2 separate regions of the Gossypium hirsutum genome follow, and region 1 is linked to region 2. The links are chromatin contacts, called in public Hi-C maps. All regions are on one chromosome and are shown on one strand. Each heading gives the region's core, a stretch centred on a gene start, on an enhancer-like site or on the middle of the called end of the contact. The rest is flanking DNA. Distances are from core to core; before and after follow the strand shown.

The links. A called contact is a pair of places that touch in the nucleus more often than the background predicts.
Region 1: a contact with region 2 is called in a Hi-C map of leaf, with 2.1 times the contacts expected there. The contact joins the promoter of LOC107890998 here to the promoter of LOC107891009 in region 2. A contact is called at or near these places in 3 of 34 Hi-C or Micro-C datasets (leaf and seedling).

What each region holds. Positions count from the first base shown.
Region 1 is chrD09:46,293,325-46,300,984 of Gossypium_hirsutum_v2.1, forward strand. It overlaps LOC107890998 (18.1 kDa class I heat shock protein), which reads right to left and starts at 6,410. Exons shown (of 1, transcript XM_016815616.2): 1 at 5,494-6,410. The coding sequence starts at 6,163. The coding sequence ends at 5,684. It overlaps LOC107890999 (peptidyl-prolyl cis-trans isomerase PASTICCINO1), which reads left to right. Exons shown (of 21, transcript XM_016815617.2): 12 at 1-73; 13 at 249-346; 14 at 445-514; 15 at 926-985; 16 at 1,167-1,223; 17 at 1,565-1,633; 18 at 1,763-1,840; 19 at 2,252-2,353; 20 at 2,432-2,503; 21 at 2,593-3,097. The coding sequence ends at 2,868.
Region 2 is chrD09:46,144,828-46,152,589 of Gossypium_hirsutum_v2.1, forward strand. It overlaps LOC107891009 (thioredoxin-like protein AAED1, chloroplastic), which reads left to right and starts at 3,800. Exons shown (of 10, transcript XR_001682106.2): 1 at 3,800-4,055; 2 at 4,159-4,300; 3 at 4,398-4,443; 4 at 4,539-4,598; 5 at 4,773-4,809; 6 at 4,908-4,987; 7 at 5,100-5,191; 8 at 5,417-5,467; 9 at 5,609-5,669; 10 at 5,849-6,042.

The DNA.
Region 1 (7,660 bases), core at 5,160-7,659, 150 kb after region 2:
AAAGACAGCATTCTATGATACAAGAGTTGATAACCAGGGCGAACCTTTGGAGTTCAGTTCCGGAGAAGGGATGGTAAGTTCTCCCTATAAAGTTGAAAAGGTTTTGTGGATTCTTTTATCTTCATCTTGTTCTAGTTGAAAATCAAAATGTAATATCAATACCAATTATCCAAATTGCTTTGATCAAAATTACAATGTTAGATTGAGACTGTGCCTTGGATCTTGTGAACTTTTATTTTTCCTTACAGGTGCCTGAGGGATTTGAAATGTGTGTCCGTTTGATGCTACCTGGGGAGATTGCTCTTGTCACATGCCCTCCTGACTATGCATATGACAAATTCTCAAGGTTGCTCTTTTTATTTATTTATTTATTCTCTTTGAATATTATTATTTAATTTTCTTTTTTTGTGGATGACCAATGTACCTTGCTTCCAATTGTATTAGGCCACCTAGTGTTCCTGAAGGCGCTCATGTTCAATGGGAAATTGAGCTTCTTGGTTTTGAGATGCCAAAGGTAATGAAGTCATCTTATAGTAACAATTGGTTTTAGGCAGTGTTATCTGACATCTATTAAGTCTTGACTTTCATAACATTCCAGTTAGGTCCTTCTGCCTATAAACAATTGGTTTTAGGGTGGATGCTTAACATAATATCAAAGCTCAGGTGTGTTCTGTTCTTGCTTTGGTTAACTACCCCTTGTAAGGCTGTCCGCGTGTAGGCCCTCGTTGAGATGGATGTGAGAGGGAATGTTAAGTGGTGTTATCCCACATCTTTAAATTGGGTTTTCTGTAGGCTTATATTCAAGTTAGACCCTTCCACCTATAATTAATTGGTTTTAGGTTGGATAATATAGTCATTACATTGTCATTGTGCACTAATATTTGTCATGACAAATAGTGCATCCTAACTCAAATCTTCATTACAGGATTGGACTGGTTTGAACTTTCAGGAAATAATGGATGAAGCAGAAAAAATTCGAGTGACGGTATGTGGCATATTTTATGTTGCATTCTTCCTAAATGAGCCATTGTCTGGTCGTACACTTTACAGCCCCATTTCCATGTGTATGCTTGCAAGCTGTTGTGGTGATTCATATTAATTGTTTAATCTTTTGTTTTGTTGTGCTGTAAGACTATTAATTTGAATATTTAACCATTTGTCTGCAGGGTAACCGACTCTTCAAAGCGGGAAAATTTGAACTTGCCAAGGCAAAATATGAAAAGGTAGTATGTCAACTGTTTTAAATAGATCTTATATCTCCTTTGGGATCATGAACTATGTTTTAAGCATCAACCAAATATCTAAGCCCAATAAGAACAATTAAAAGAAATTGGCCTACATTGTGGTAAACAATTATGGTGATAAATGATAGAAAAACAAAATAAATAGCCCAGATCTGAAAACCAAGCTTAACATCCAATCCAAATGAATTGGTAATAGCTATAGGGTAAGCCTAAATACACTTTATTTAGTAGATGTTCATGTGAAATCAGTGAAAGTGTTTTCTACTGTGGTACATTGAAGTTCATATGTAACTCAATTCCATGTGTTGCTTTATTTATAGGTGCTTCGGGAGTTCAATCATGTTAATCCACAAACGGACGAGGAAGGAAAAGTGTTTTTAGACACAAGAGTAAGTTTCTTCCTGCTCGTGGTAACTGAAAGAATTTATCCTGTCCTTTGATCTATCAGTTGGTACATGATATTAGATAGCTGTTTCTGGATACTATTAATTTCTACTTTCCTGATTTATTGCATGAAGAATTCTTTACATCTGAATGTAGCTGCGTGCTTCCTCAAAATGGGAGAATGCAGAAAGTCCATTGACGCATGTAATAAGGTTTGTTATGACTTTAAATTGAAACTCTTTATCTTTCTCTCTTCCATTAGGAAGAAATTTTTGTGATTTTATTGGTGTTCATGTGAAGAGATGCATATTATTATCATAAATAACCAAAGGTAAAATATCATCTTTCATGCAAGAGTTAAAGGATATTCAAATTAATCAGATTGTTACCAAATAACGTGGTGATTGGTTTCTCAACTTCACGAGGAAAATTTTGTGTACATCTAATTTTGAGGTTTAAAGTTGAACTCAGGGAAGAAATAAAGATAAAAACAACCAACATAGTGGATCAGGAAAATGCTTTGCCATGAGCTGCTTTCTGTTTGACTTGTTTACGTATCTAAATAATAGATTGTTTGAGGATAGGCCATGGATTTGGTGATATTTTTTATTTAAACTATGTAGGTTTTAGATGCAACGCCTGTACATGCAAAGGCACTATACCGTCGTGGAATGGCTTACATGGCAGCTGGAGATTTCGAGGAAGCAAGAAGTGATTTCCAAATGGTACTGTAAATCTTTAAGCTTAGTGCACTCAAACTGGATTCTTGACCAATCTAAAACCCTGTTTCTGGATACTATCAGATGATCAAAGTTGATAAGTCATCAGAACCAGATGCAACTGCAGCTCTAGCAAAACTGAAGAAGCAAGAGCAGGTGTGTTAGTCGGTGATATGCTTTGTTTTCCATTCAACACAGTCGAAACATGGGAACTCATTATGTCTATTTGTCGAGTTTATGAGCAGGAAGTAGAGAGGAAGGCTCGGAAACAATTTAAAGGATTATTTGACAAGAAGCCAGGAGAAATTGCAGAAGTTCAAGTTGAAGATAGAGCTGGGGGTGAGATCACTGGTGAAAACCAGAAGAATGATTTGTCGGCGCCATTATTAGAAAGAGACGATTCTCAACATTGTAATGAAGCTGATGGTGGTCAATATGGAATGGCCTGGTTTTACAGCTTGTGGCCTCCTGGGAGAAGAACATTTTCAGCTCTTGGCCTTGATAGATGTACCATACTCTAAGATTCTAAGTTTCTCAGGGAAGAATAAAACTACTAGGTATAATTTTAGAAAAGAGCAAGGTTTCTTCCTGTCTTTCAACTCTTTTCCCATAGTTTTGTCAATCGAGTTGTGTTTCAGAGGTCTCTGATTCTTCAAAACTTTTAACTTTCTCTTCTCATATCGTTAGAATTGAAACCGAGGTACCAAAATTTATCAATAAGAAATGTGAAGGGTATCCAATGATCTTCTATATTTGTTGCAACGTATGTCATATGTGAATATTCTTTATCGCAAATTTTTTAAGCCTTCAAGCAGACTTGAGATGACAGACTGATAGTTGATTTTGGTATTTGAAGATGTAAAATATTACGGGGGATTCCATTAGAAATATCTTGTGCAATACTCAAAAGGGAACCCTTTATTTATCTATTACATGCACACATAATTCATGGGTAAAAGCTTTTAATGAGCACCGTTCACAAAGAAGTTGGTGGAGACGACACAAATTTCACAGAGCTTAATTATATCCTCGATCTTAGCAGCTAAGGCTGTAAAACCGGTTCCTTTTACGCCATCTTGGCAAACTCTAGTGGTATTTGCAGCATGATACAGACGAGCAATCATGGGATTGATGATCTTATTGTAAAGCAAACTGCTAGCAATCCAAAGGTCCTCCATGGTGTTCATGTTAGAATCCCAACATATTTGGAGAAGCTCTTTGGCCTGTAGAGGGTTCTTTGCTACTGGTAAGATGGAAGAAGAATCATTAAGTAGACTAGCTATGATGGTTCCGGCTTCCAGAGCTTTTATCTGTGCCCAACCCAAAGTGGTACTGGCGATCCTTTCCCCGGATAATGGCGGCTTTGGGACTATGGTATTGACGCAATATTCATTGTGGGATGTGTGGCGGCAAACCTCGTCAACGAGGGCTGTACCTTTCAAATGCTTAAGTCCGTATGAGGGATGGATGATGACCACCAAGGTCAGTAGAAAGAAAAGCTGAGGGGGGAGAAGTCGGGCCATTTCTTATTCAAAGTTGTTTGGGTCATTTTAATTAAGCCATAAACAGACCTTTTTAAATAGTTAGAAAAACATGATTTGGGGGATGATTCAGTGTCTCAGTTCATTACAACTTCTTCCAACTTGTTTAATAATGTCGTAATTTTTGTAACCGTTTCAGGAATATATGGCTTGCAAGTTCTTCATGATACTAAGGTATGGAAGATTATCATCTTGAAAAAACAAATATGATAGAAGAATTGAACCTTACTTCTGATATTAGTACAGACTATGAAAGTGATTAGATATTTCACTATTTTGTATGAGTCATAAAAATAAATTTATTTGTTATAAAAAGATATGAGTCAAAAAAGTAAATTTATTTACTCTCAACTCACACAAAAAATGCTTTGGCTCAAAATTCTGTTATGAGGACTGGCTTCTTTTTAATTTATCGCCCATAAATCTTTTATGGCAAAAGCCCATGCCCAATGATAATGACATCAACATTAATCCCATCATGTACATTTTTGGTTATTTTTTAAAATTAAAATCCTAATTTATCCAAAGCACGTGTTTAGGTTTTAATCTTTTGTCATGTATACTTCGCTTAGTTAATGACAACTGTCTTCATGTGTCAAATTGGGTTTAACCAAAATTTTAAGCTTGAATTCAACTAAAAAAATTGACATAAAATTTTGCTCAAACTCGATCTAGATAAAAATGCTATCATTATTTTTTTATGCTGCTATACTAAGGTGATATTGCTAATGTGGAAAATATATTTTTTTAGAATAACAAAAGTCTTTTCAATCACATTTTTAAGTCTTAAATGTCTCAAATTAAAGAGCTCGCGAGCTGTCTACGGTGCTTGTGTCTGGCACCATTCTCTCAAGTGATATCATACACCATGTTATAGTGTAAGAAAACTTTTCGTATTTGCATAATTAACACTGACCTTATAATATTTGGGTTCATAGTCCAAATAACTCATATTTTTAATTATAAAAACTAATATAAAATTAATTTGAAGAGAGACTTATGCTAGGTTGTATCTCTTTTTATAATACGTAAATTAAATAAATAATAATATACATTTATAAAAAAGATTTTATAAATTGTTTAGTAACTTTCATAACACTTCTTATAAATAATATATACATTTTACTTCTAAATTTATTTTTTATAAATAAGTTATAATTAAAAAAAGGCTTTAAATTTTTTTATGAATAAATTATTATTTTTATAATATATAGCATGGAGACATAGATAAGTTGTTGTCATGCTTTTTGGTCGTAAATTTTTATAAATAAATATATTATAACATTTTTTAACAAGTAAAATAAATTTTTAAATAATATATATTTTTATTAAATACGTAAATTATTCTTATAATATAATAAAATTTTGGCCATAACCACCCCAAATAGTTAATGTTTATAATATAATTTTTATAACTTGTATAAAAATAATTTTAAGATTAGATTTGAGATATGTGTAATTACTCAAAATTTTACCCCTCTTCTATAAAAATTGAAAGTCTCCAATTACATCAAATTAAGTGAGAACCATGTGATTGCAGTAATCACTCAAATACGCCATTATTATATAATTATTAGGTGGCTACCTTAAATCTCTCTCATCAGCTCAGCCAAATATGTATTTTTGAATTTTTATAATATAAATAGTATTTAATTTATCATACTAAATTATAAGAGCCAAAATATATATTGGCACTATTACAACAAAAGCACTCATAAGATTATATATATATATGATTCATAAAGACCTGGTCTCATTCCCTGCTGTCATTGTTAAGCAAAAGGGAAACACGAGATTACTGGACATGGATCTGAATGGTTCTTTTAGGGGGGTGTTTGAGCTCTTTCTTAGGAACTGTGACGGTGAGCACCCCCCGCTCCAAACACGCCGTCAGCTTATCAAGCTTGGCATCCTCAGGCAACCTGAAACGCCTTACGAACGCACCGCTGCTGCGTTCAACGCGATGCCACGTCCCGCCGCTCACTTCTTTCTCCACGCTCTTCTCCCCGCGAATGCAGAGAACTCGCCCCTCCTCTACTTCCACCTTCACCTCGTTCTTCTTCAGCCCTGGAAGGTCCGCTTTGAACACGTGAGCTTCCGGGGTTTCCTTCCAGTCTAGCTTCGTAAGCTCGAACCGTGATTCGGGCGAAGCAGCCGCAACCAAGCTGCTCCCGCCGTGCAGGACTTCTTGGAACGGATCCCAAACTGCTTGCTGCTGGTAGTAAGGCTCGTAAACACTGTGCCCACCGTAATACATACGTGGAATCATGGACATAGCTGTAAAAACAAACTAGGCAAGACGTGTAGATTATGTAAGAATACTCAAATGCTATTTTGCTATGAGAAAGAGGGTAAGATAGAGATGCATTTTTATAAGGGAAAAATGAGATATTCTTAAATTGATGCGTAATTATACAGTGGGTTTATAAATTTATATTGTAAAAATTGAATTACATATCATATTCACTCAACTATCCAGAGATCTGTTACAACTTTTGTTATTTTTAATTTATTTTGTTTTTCACCTTTGATATTAATATTCACCTCCTTATTTTTCATTCAAATCATTTATTTCCTTTTTAGTAGCCACAAAACGCATCATTTTCATTTTTTTAAAATCCTATTTTCTTACGGGATAATTTACAAGAAAAAAATAATAAGAATAACCTAATTTTGGATTGATTAACGGAAAATTTATTGTCTGTGCCTAAATTTATATATTGACGGTGCATGTAAGGGCGACGCTAGAGGCATCCTAAGTTTTAACCCTAAATTGATAAATTTTTCATTTTAATCTCTTTAAAAATAATTAAATTATAAACTAATACAATATAAATCATATTTTAATCTTCAAAATTTTATAATTCAATTTTGTGCTTAAAAAAATAAAATAGTGAGCGTGAAGATGTTGGAGACAGGAATAAGGAATCCTCTTTAGGGAAATGGTGCACATCCAGATGGAATTTTATCCATGATGAAGGGATTTAGACGAATATATATACTTATGGAGTTTCTGTTGCGTGGGGGGGAGTAGTCATTTTCAGAATATATTTGCATTACTAACAGTTCCTCAACAAAAGGGTGACGTAAGGGACATTGACGCCATGCCATTGCCATGTTCTGTTCTCAACCTAATTTGGTCTAAATTGGGTCTAAATGTCACTAAACAATCCACCATGAGAAAAACCAATGAATGGGCCGTCACAGTAATGTTTAAGCTTTTGTGAAGTCCTCGCAACCCCGTGGGCGTTATGTTGCCACGCACAAATATCAATCTCTTATTTTTAGATTAAGGCTTGTTTAGACTAACGGAGCATCTCAACGGAGAGTCTGAATAGAGGGATTTGATAGTTTAACAATGCTTTTAAGAAATATTTTTGGGATAAAAACTGTTTTTTTTTAAAACATTTTTTTGAAAAAAAATTCCTTAAACGTCAAAAATTGACTAAATGCAAAAATAAAAATTTTTGAGTTTTTGTCAGAAAAATTCTTTGTTAAATTAGTCTTTAGACGATGCCAGCTTGTAAATGAAATCAATGATTAAACATGCAAAAACCTAAAAGGTATCCAACCAACATTAGTATTCCAAGGAGAAAACTTATAATATGAAACAAAGAATAAAGGATGATATTAAGTACCTCACGGTCCACGTACCAAATAAAAACTCTCCGACTAATGAAGTAAACAATTGCCGATTCATCGACAGGCTTAGGGCCTCCTTCACATGACAAATGTCTTAGGTTGGGCTTGCTTAATCAAATCTTCTACAACC
Region 2 (7,762 bases), core at 2,550-5,049:
TCAAAAAATTTTGCAATAATAAAATGGGTAAACTAAATCTAAGGTTACTAAACTATTAGTAAATTTACGTTTTAATTATTCAACTTCAAAAAGTTACAAAATGATCACTAAACTATTTGAAAGTTTTCATTTAAGTATTAGGATGTTAAATCGTTATTGTATGACCTTCTCTATTTGCGCTGCTTGTACCAATCCAAAGCTTTCGTTCCCCTTTTTTTCTATAGTTCAATTTTTCATGAAATAACTTTGAATGTCACGAATATGCAAACCAAAATCCAAACAACTTTCGTCTCCGAGCTCCGACACTGACCGTCAAATCAAGTTGGATCTAAAGTATGCTTTTCTACCAGTCGATTGGTACTGATTCACTGTGTAAGTCGTCAAATCGTCGCTTGGAGCTCACTAGTCGAACATTTAAAAAAAACTTAAGAACTAGTGATTTAAATAAAACTTTCAAATAGTCCAGGGATTTAAAAGAAAAATTTTGAATAATTTAAAGATCATTTTATAACTTTTTGAAATTAAATAACCAAAATATAAACATACTAATAATTTAATAGCTTATCGTAAGAAACAAAAGAATGTGATGGTTATTCTTTTTTAAAGATCAGTATGACTTGTAGATAGATATAAATCTAAACTATTATCTAAAATATCAATCTAAATTTAGTCCCAAAATGAGAATTTATAAATAAAAAATTGAGAGTATTTCAACATTTTACATACAATTTAATATATATATATTTATACATAGTGAAATCTGAACCCAATACCTCAAAAATCTTCATTCTCTTAACTAAAATCATATTTAATTTTTATATATTTATCATGCATATGCTCTAATCTAGTACTATAATATGAACTTTATAATTCAAAAGAGTCCAATCAGAAATATCAAAATATCAAATTTTTGTGTAAACGAATCATTGAAAGTATAGATGGTCAATTAAAGATAAGTTGATTGCATTTACCTCATCATTTTGAAGAAACACATGTCCAAGAAATTTATTGGATCAATATTATAGAATTAACCGAGAATCCATTCTAATAAACATCATCTTTTGGAAGTCTCTTTAATCATCAATAGTTGTTCTTAAGTTTTAAAGTGTTTCATGTTTCTTCCAAGTTTATTTAATTGATTAAATAGTTATTCTATGTAAAACTTGTCAATTTGAATATTTAATTAGTTTTAAGAGTTCTAATTTATTGTTAAATAGAGTTTAATTATAGATTAAATTATTTGTGCTAAATTTTTTATTATTTTATTACGAGTTTATCATTCGAGTTCTTATATAAAGGAGACTTGATCAACTACATGAAAGGTAATTTCGTATTTGATTCATCAAAATTCTCTTTTGCCTCATGTGTGATTTTTCATATACGATTTATTATTATTATTGAATTTTCTAATCACAAGTTGATTAGATGTTTTGCAAGATAAATTATCCATCTCTTTTATTTTGATTTATCTTTTTAAATATTTTCTTCTTTTTAGTTACTTTCGTAACTTATCTTTTGAATTATGTATAGGAGAGATCTATTTACATCGGTGTAAAATTAAAATAGTTTTACACTTTCTATTATATTTTTATATGATCAAAATTTTAACGATGTAACATATTCCATTCATATAAACCATGCATGTCAAATTTGACATAAATTTAAAATTTCTACTTTCAATTATTCAATAAATATTAATATATATATATAGTATTTTAGATCGATATGGCAGAGATATCAGACGGATTCGAAATTTTATATACATGATAAGTATAATTATATCAATAAATCCAGTGGTTGGATCATTAAAATATCAATCATACAAAAATATATGAAAGAATGTAAAACTATTTTAATTTTATAGATTTACTCCCTGTGATATATAATTGGTTCATTTTGAATTCTTTCCCAACACTTTGATAATGGTCCGCAAAGGAAGAAGTGTTTTAGCGAAATTGCAATGAAAAGCCGTAATTTTCTTTCCTAATACTGCGTGGTCTAAATACTCTTCTTCTTTTTCCTAATTCCTCTTGACACTTCAATGGATTTTGTGTTAGCTTTGCTAAGAACGAAGCGAGGAAGAGATAACATCTTCGTGATTGTGGATTGTCACAAGATTGATGATGTACTCCATATTGTGGATCCAAAAACTATTGTTTCTAATTGCAACGTGAGGTTTCTTAGTCACTTCTAGACAGTGTTATATAGGGTAAGTTAAGATACTAAACTACTTTATTATTTGTCATCTTCAAACATTCTATCAAATCGAGTCTTGAGATTTCTTTTTCAAGCTATAGTGGGTAAGAACATTAACCCATGAGCAGAACAATTACCTTTTGTTACTATGGTTTGCATTAGATTTAATCCCTTTAACTTTGAATATGATTGTTAATTTAGATGGTGAATGAAAAGTTAAGTCAGTGAAAGAGATTCATGTGAAGGCTCGAAAGACAGTTAAAAAAAATGAGCCTAATGCATACCACACGAATAAAGGGTGCAAGCAAGTATTGTTCAAGTTTAGAGATTGGATTTTGGTGTTTATGTACAAGGAATGTTTTCTTTCCAAACGAGTGAATAAACTAAGTCCAAGAGGAGATGGACCAATATTCTAAGTTATGAGAAAATCATAGATAATGTTTGCGGAATTGATTTAATATTGTTGATCTTTCCCCTATTGAATTCAGTGCAAGTTGAGTTTCGAGGATGAATACAATACATTTACTTGAACCAACAAGGATTTCAAATAAGTTATGCAACATTGATGTTTGGATACGTCATTTGACATTCAAGTCACTCTATCCATCCCTAATAAACTCAATTTAATATTAAATATTAAAGTATAAACATATAGGCATCATCCAAACTCATTGAACAAGCAAAAAAACATCATTTTTTGGGCCATTTTAGGTTATAGGTATTAATACTCATATAATTGATATCAATACTTGAGCCTTTAGTGTCGATACCTAGAAGTAAAACTGTCAAAATTCAATTTAAAAAACAATTTAAATACTGTCAATTTATATCATTTCAATTCCATAGCATCACAAAATAGCTTAAATATCATTGAAAGAGCCACATATCATACACATATCAAGTAGTTAACAATAATCATTTTAAGTTTACGCAAAAGTACATGTTATAATTCATCTAGTATATACAATTGGTTTCAATTTAACTAGACACATGTGCATGCCATTCTCAAACATCAATAATTCATCTAGTATATAAAATTGGAACACACGTGCATGCCACTCTAAAACTAGATTAGAAGGGTATTCAAAAGAAATAATGTATTTATATTTTTTTGAACAACTTCGATTTCTGATTATACTTGTTTTTGTTTATATAATGTTTGGAACTATTTATATCTTCTCCTCATTCCATAAATAGGAGGATAATGCGCTTACCCAACTCACAAACAGGAAGGTAATGCTTTTTAGCACACTCAAACTCACATTCTCCTTACAACAACATCTATACCAATCGAGTTAAAACTTAATACACCTAACAAAAATGTATTTTTGATGTTTCGAGTGATGTGAATGTTGAAGTTGAATAATTGCCGGCCGACTACTTTCTTCTGAAATCCAATTTACTACCTATAAAGCTGTTTTCTCCTTAGTTGCCACAAAAACATTAATTTCTATGCAGTGTAAAACGTAAACAGAGAATACAATTCCATCGGAAAATTCACACAAGACACGTGGCAGATTGAACTGTAATCATCATATTTAATTATAATCCCTAATATCCTGCCACGTGTCAGAACGGCTGCCATAAAACAGCCTACGAATCTACGGTTTACAATTTTAGTGCAACTTCTCGTTTTTTGTCTGTAACGAATTAGTGTTCACAGTTCACAAACATGGCGATTTCCCTATCGACAAGTCTCTTGCCAAACACTTTCCAGTGCAACGGGAACCACAATCATCGTTCGGCGCGCCTCTTTCCCAACCAACCATTGAATTTCGGTCTCAAACACCATAGAAACGAGAACAAACTCTCCATGCCACGGAATCCGCCGGTGCTCTCCGCCGTCTCCGGCTCTACCGGAAAGTATTCAATTTTCTTCTTCCTTTAGCTGCTGCAGGTTTTGTCTTTTAATTCGAAGCTGATCAAAGGGTTGAACTTGGAAGTGGTTGGTTTTGTTAACAGGACTCGAATCTTCTGCAGTGAGTGAAGATAATGTTGATTTGTTGGATGCGGTCAAAGTGTTCGATTTGAACGGCAATGAAATCCCCATCTCTGATTTGTGGAAAGATCGGAAAGCTGTTGTCGCATTTGCTCGCCATTTTGGGTGGTTATTTTTATTTGCATCTTTGTAGTGTAGGGTATGGATTTTGATACTTTTAACTAAAGATTCCTATTAGTTCTTAGTCTTTCACTGCTTTTAGATGTGTCTTTTGCCGCAAACGGGCTGATTATCTTGCCTCCAAGAAGGTAAACTACTGCTTAGTAATAATAATCCCGAACTCGAAAACCCATACTTTGATGGTATGTCATCTTTATTAACATAGCCCTGGTAATAATGGCAGGATGTAATGGATAAATCAGGTGCTGCACTTGTTTTAATTGGACCTGGAAGCATTGAACAGGCAAGTGCACCAACAGTATATGGGTTGTTTAATGCATGTAGTTTGTTTTATTTTTGGTGGCTTATGTATATATCCATGAAATTTCACTTGGCAAGTTCATCAGACCTTATAAGTTGCATGAAAGTATGAACTAGGCTGGATAGTTGTTATAACTACTTCTTTTATCCCCTGCAGGCCAAAACATTTGCAGAGCAAACTAAGTTCAAAGGAGGTACCGAAAAAATTCCTGTTCTGCATCTATTTTGCTATCTTATTATTAACACTTATTGACGAGAAGGTGGTGGTGTTATCTTGTTGCTTTTGGTTCAGAGGTTTATGCAGATCCAAGCCACTCATCATACAATGCACTAAGATTTGTTTCTGGGGTTACAACCACATTTACCCCCAAAGTATGTAAAAAAGGAAGCATTGTATAATTAATGGCTTTTGTTTCTTAGAAATGATGTTGGATTTCTGTGATTCTAGCAACCTTTCTCATTTAGGTATTTTCTTGAATGGCAGGCAGGTCTTAAAATAATACAGTTGTACATGGAAGGCTACCGACAAGACTGGAAGCTTTCTTTTGAGGAAGACACTGTTAAGAGAGGTGGCTGGTACGTTGATCATTTTATTACAATTACCCTATTAATGAATCAACGCCGACCTTCACAAGCTAGTCTTGCATAAGACACATACATTCTGCAAAAAAAATGTTACCTTTGGGATGAACTTTAAATTTTTACTTCAATCTTTTACTCTCTTTTTTGTGGACACCTTCCTGCCTTTCCTGGATGTCAATGAACATTTCAATCTGCTTATGACCTAAACAACGAATCTAGAGACCAGAACATTAAGTTTGCATGTGGTTCCTGCCTTTCCTGGAAGTCATGGTAGGGCTCTTGTCACTTGTTCAATTTATACATAAGATTAAATCTGTATGATAAGAATGATTTTCTGCCTTGATTTAATTTGTCTAGTGTTGCAGAAAGACTGTTTTCAGTCATAACTTGTACACACTATTCACTTTGCAGGCAGCAAGGTGGAATTTTAGTAGCAGGTCCTGGAAAAACCAACATTTTATACATTCACAAGGTATTTTGCCTGAAAAGATGACAAAACTCGAACGCCACAAGATTTTCTTGGCATAATGATAATGTGAATTTTAACAACTATTTCAACTGAAACCATTATTAATTATTATGTAATAACTTGTCATTGATTCACAGCTTTCTTTCCCTAACACTGGCTCTAAAATCCATTTCCCTTGACAGGACAAAGAAGCAGGGGATGATCCAGATATTGAAGACATTTTGAAAGCTTGTTGCTCATAAGAAATGGGGCCTATAATCTCAGTGAAATTTCGAGTTTATAATCTATCATAGTGTATATATGGGAATTTTCAGTAAACTCTTATGTTCTTTTCCAATAATGTGTGATACAACAGAAATAGAAAGGAGTTTTATCATTTTCTTTTCATTTAAATGATCTAGGCTTAAATGCTATAATAACTCTCTTAAAATAATTAAATAATCGAAAGTTTCACTCAATTAAGGTCTAAGTAAAATGTAACAACTGCTGTCTGCTGCCATTAATGAAAAGTTTCAAAATTTTACGGGACAAAAGTTGCTGTACATTGGTTTCAGAGGTAAAATGTAACTACTGCTGCCATTATAACTTAAACATATTGGCCTGCATCTTTGATCATTTTCCATAAAATCATGCCATCACGAGACATTTTTGACAATAAAACTAATGGAATGCAAACAGTAAAACGGATTTTGTAATTAATTATCTTAAAACTGCCCTGCTTCTGAATATCTTTAGGTTTCATATCTTACCCTACCTTGATCCTAAGAGGGAGTGAGGTTGAAAAAAAGCACTTCCATGATTGTGGTGTTTCTAAGTAGTCATATCTAACATGTATTGTTTCTGGTTTACTGTCATCTTAACTTGAGAGGAGCAGGATCTTCGGTCCGCATGCAGTTTAAAGAATGAACTCTATGATATTGACTGCTGACTGAGCTTCCCTTTGATCCTGGCAGAGTAGCAGCCAATGTTCATTACCTATAAGCCTAGTGGTGCATGAACATATGGTGAAACTGCCATTTTAGATGCTGGGTTTATCCCAATCTACACTGGTTTTTCATTAACTTTTTTTTTTTTTTTAAACTTTGAAGTTCGAAATGCACATAGGCATGATATACTCTCTTGAGGAATAAAAGTCGTTGCAGTATTAATTTAATGTCATTTACACTGCTTTATATTCATTACTTGTAGTGTCGTCGATCAAAGAAGATGCATTCATATATATCTGATCTGCAGAAATTTTCCATAATTATTCATCACCATTGCCGTGCGGAAAGTGCTATATGCCTGCCATTCATTTTTGCTTCATCTACCGTAGGTAAAAAACAATAGAACAAAAAAACAATTTTGATCAAGTCTAAAGATTTTACGATAATGCTTGAGGACTGCATTTAAGGTTCAGCAATAGCTCTTTAAAAAGTTAGAAACAAACAAGAATGGAGTTTACGACACTCAACAAGACAAAACCGACAAAGAAAAGGAGACAAAAAGGGAAAAAATTCAACCTAGAAAACGAGCTCCACTTCCATCTATAAAGAGCAAACAGCAACTTACACAGTAAATACTGTTTGGATGTTGTCCACGAACCGAACAATTCACGTCGTTTTGCAGTCAGATAAGTGCTTCAATAGTCATGGGGTTATCAACATCACCCGTGCAAAAGCAGCTACATTATTTTAATTATTTTAATTACTACATTATGTCACTGAAATATGTTCTAAATCTTAAATTAGCTTAGCTGTTTAATTGAACTCGTAACTCTAAATTATCTAAATTAAATGTTAGTTTGGATCTAAAATATTTTAATCGAACAATTTATATTTAATATGTAAAAAAATGGTAATTTAAAATTAGTTAATCCGTACGCTAATAGAAACCATCTGTCTCAAATTAGTGCTCCCGCACGTACTCATGCCACCTTTAAATTTTGATTCTAAGTCATCTCCAAACTTGCAGAGGTGAACAATTATGTTAATAAAAAGCATGATTAATATGATATTCAGACTCAATTATAAGATTAAGTCATAATATAGGGATGTCTAGGCAATTATATCTTTCTAATCTATTTTCTTAAAATTAAAGAACATGTTTCAAAGATG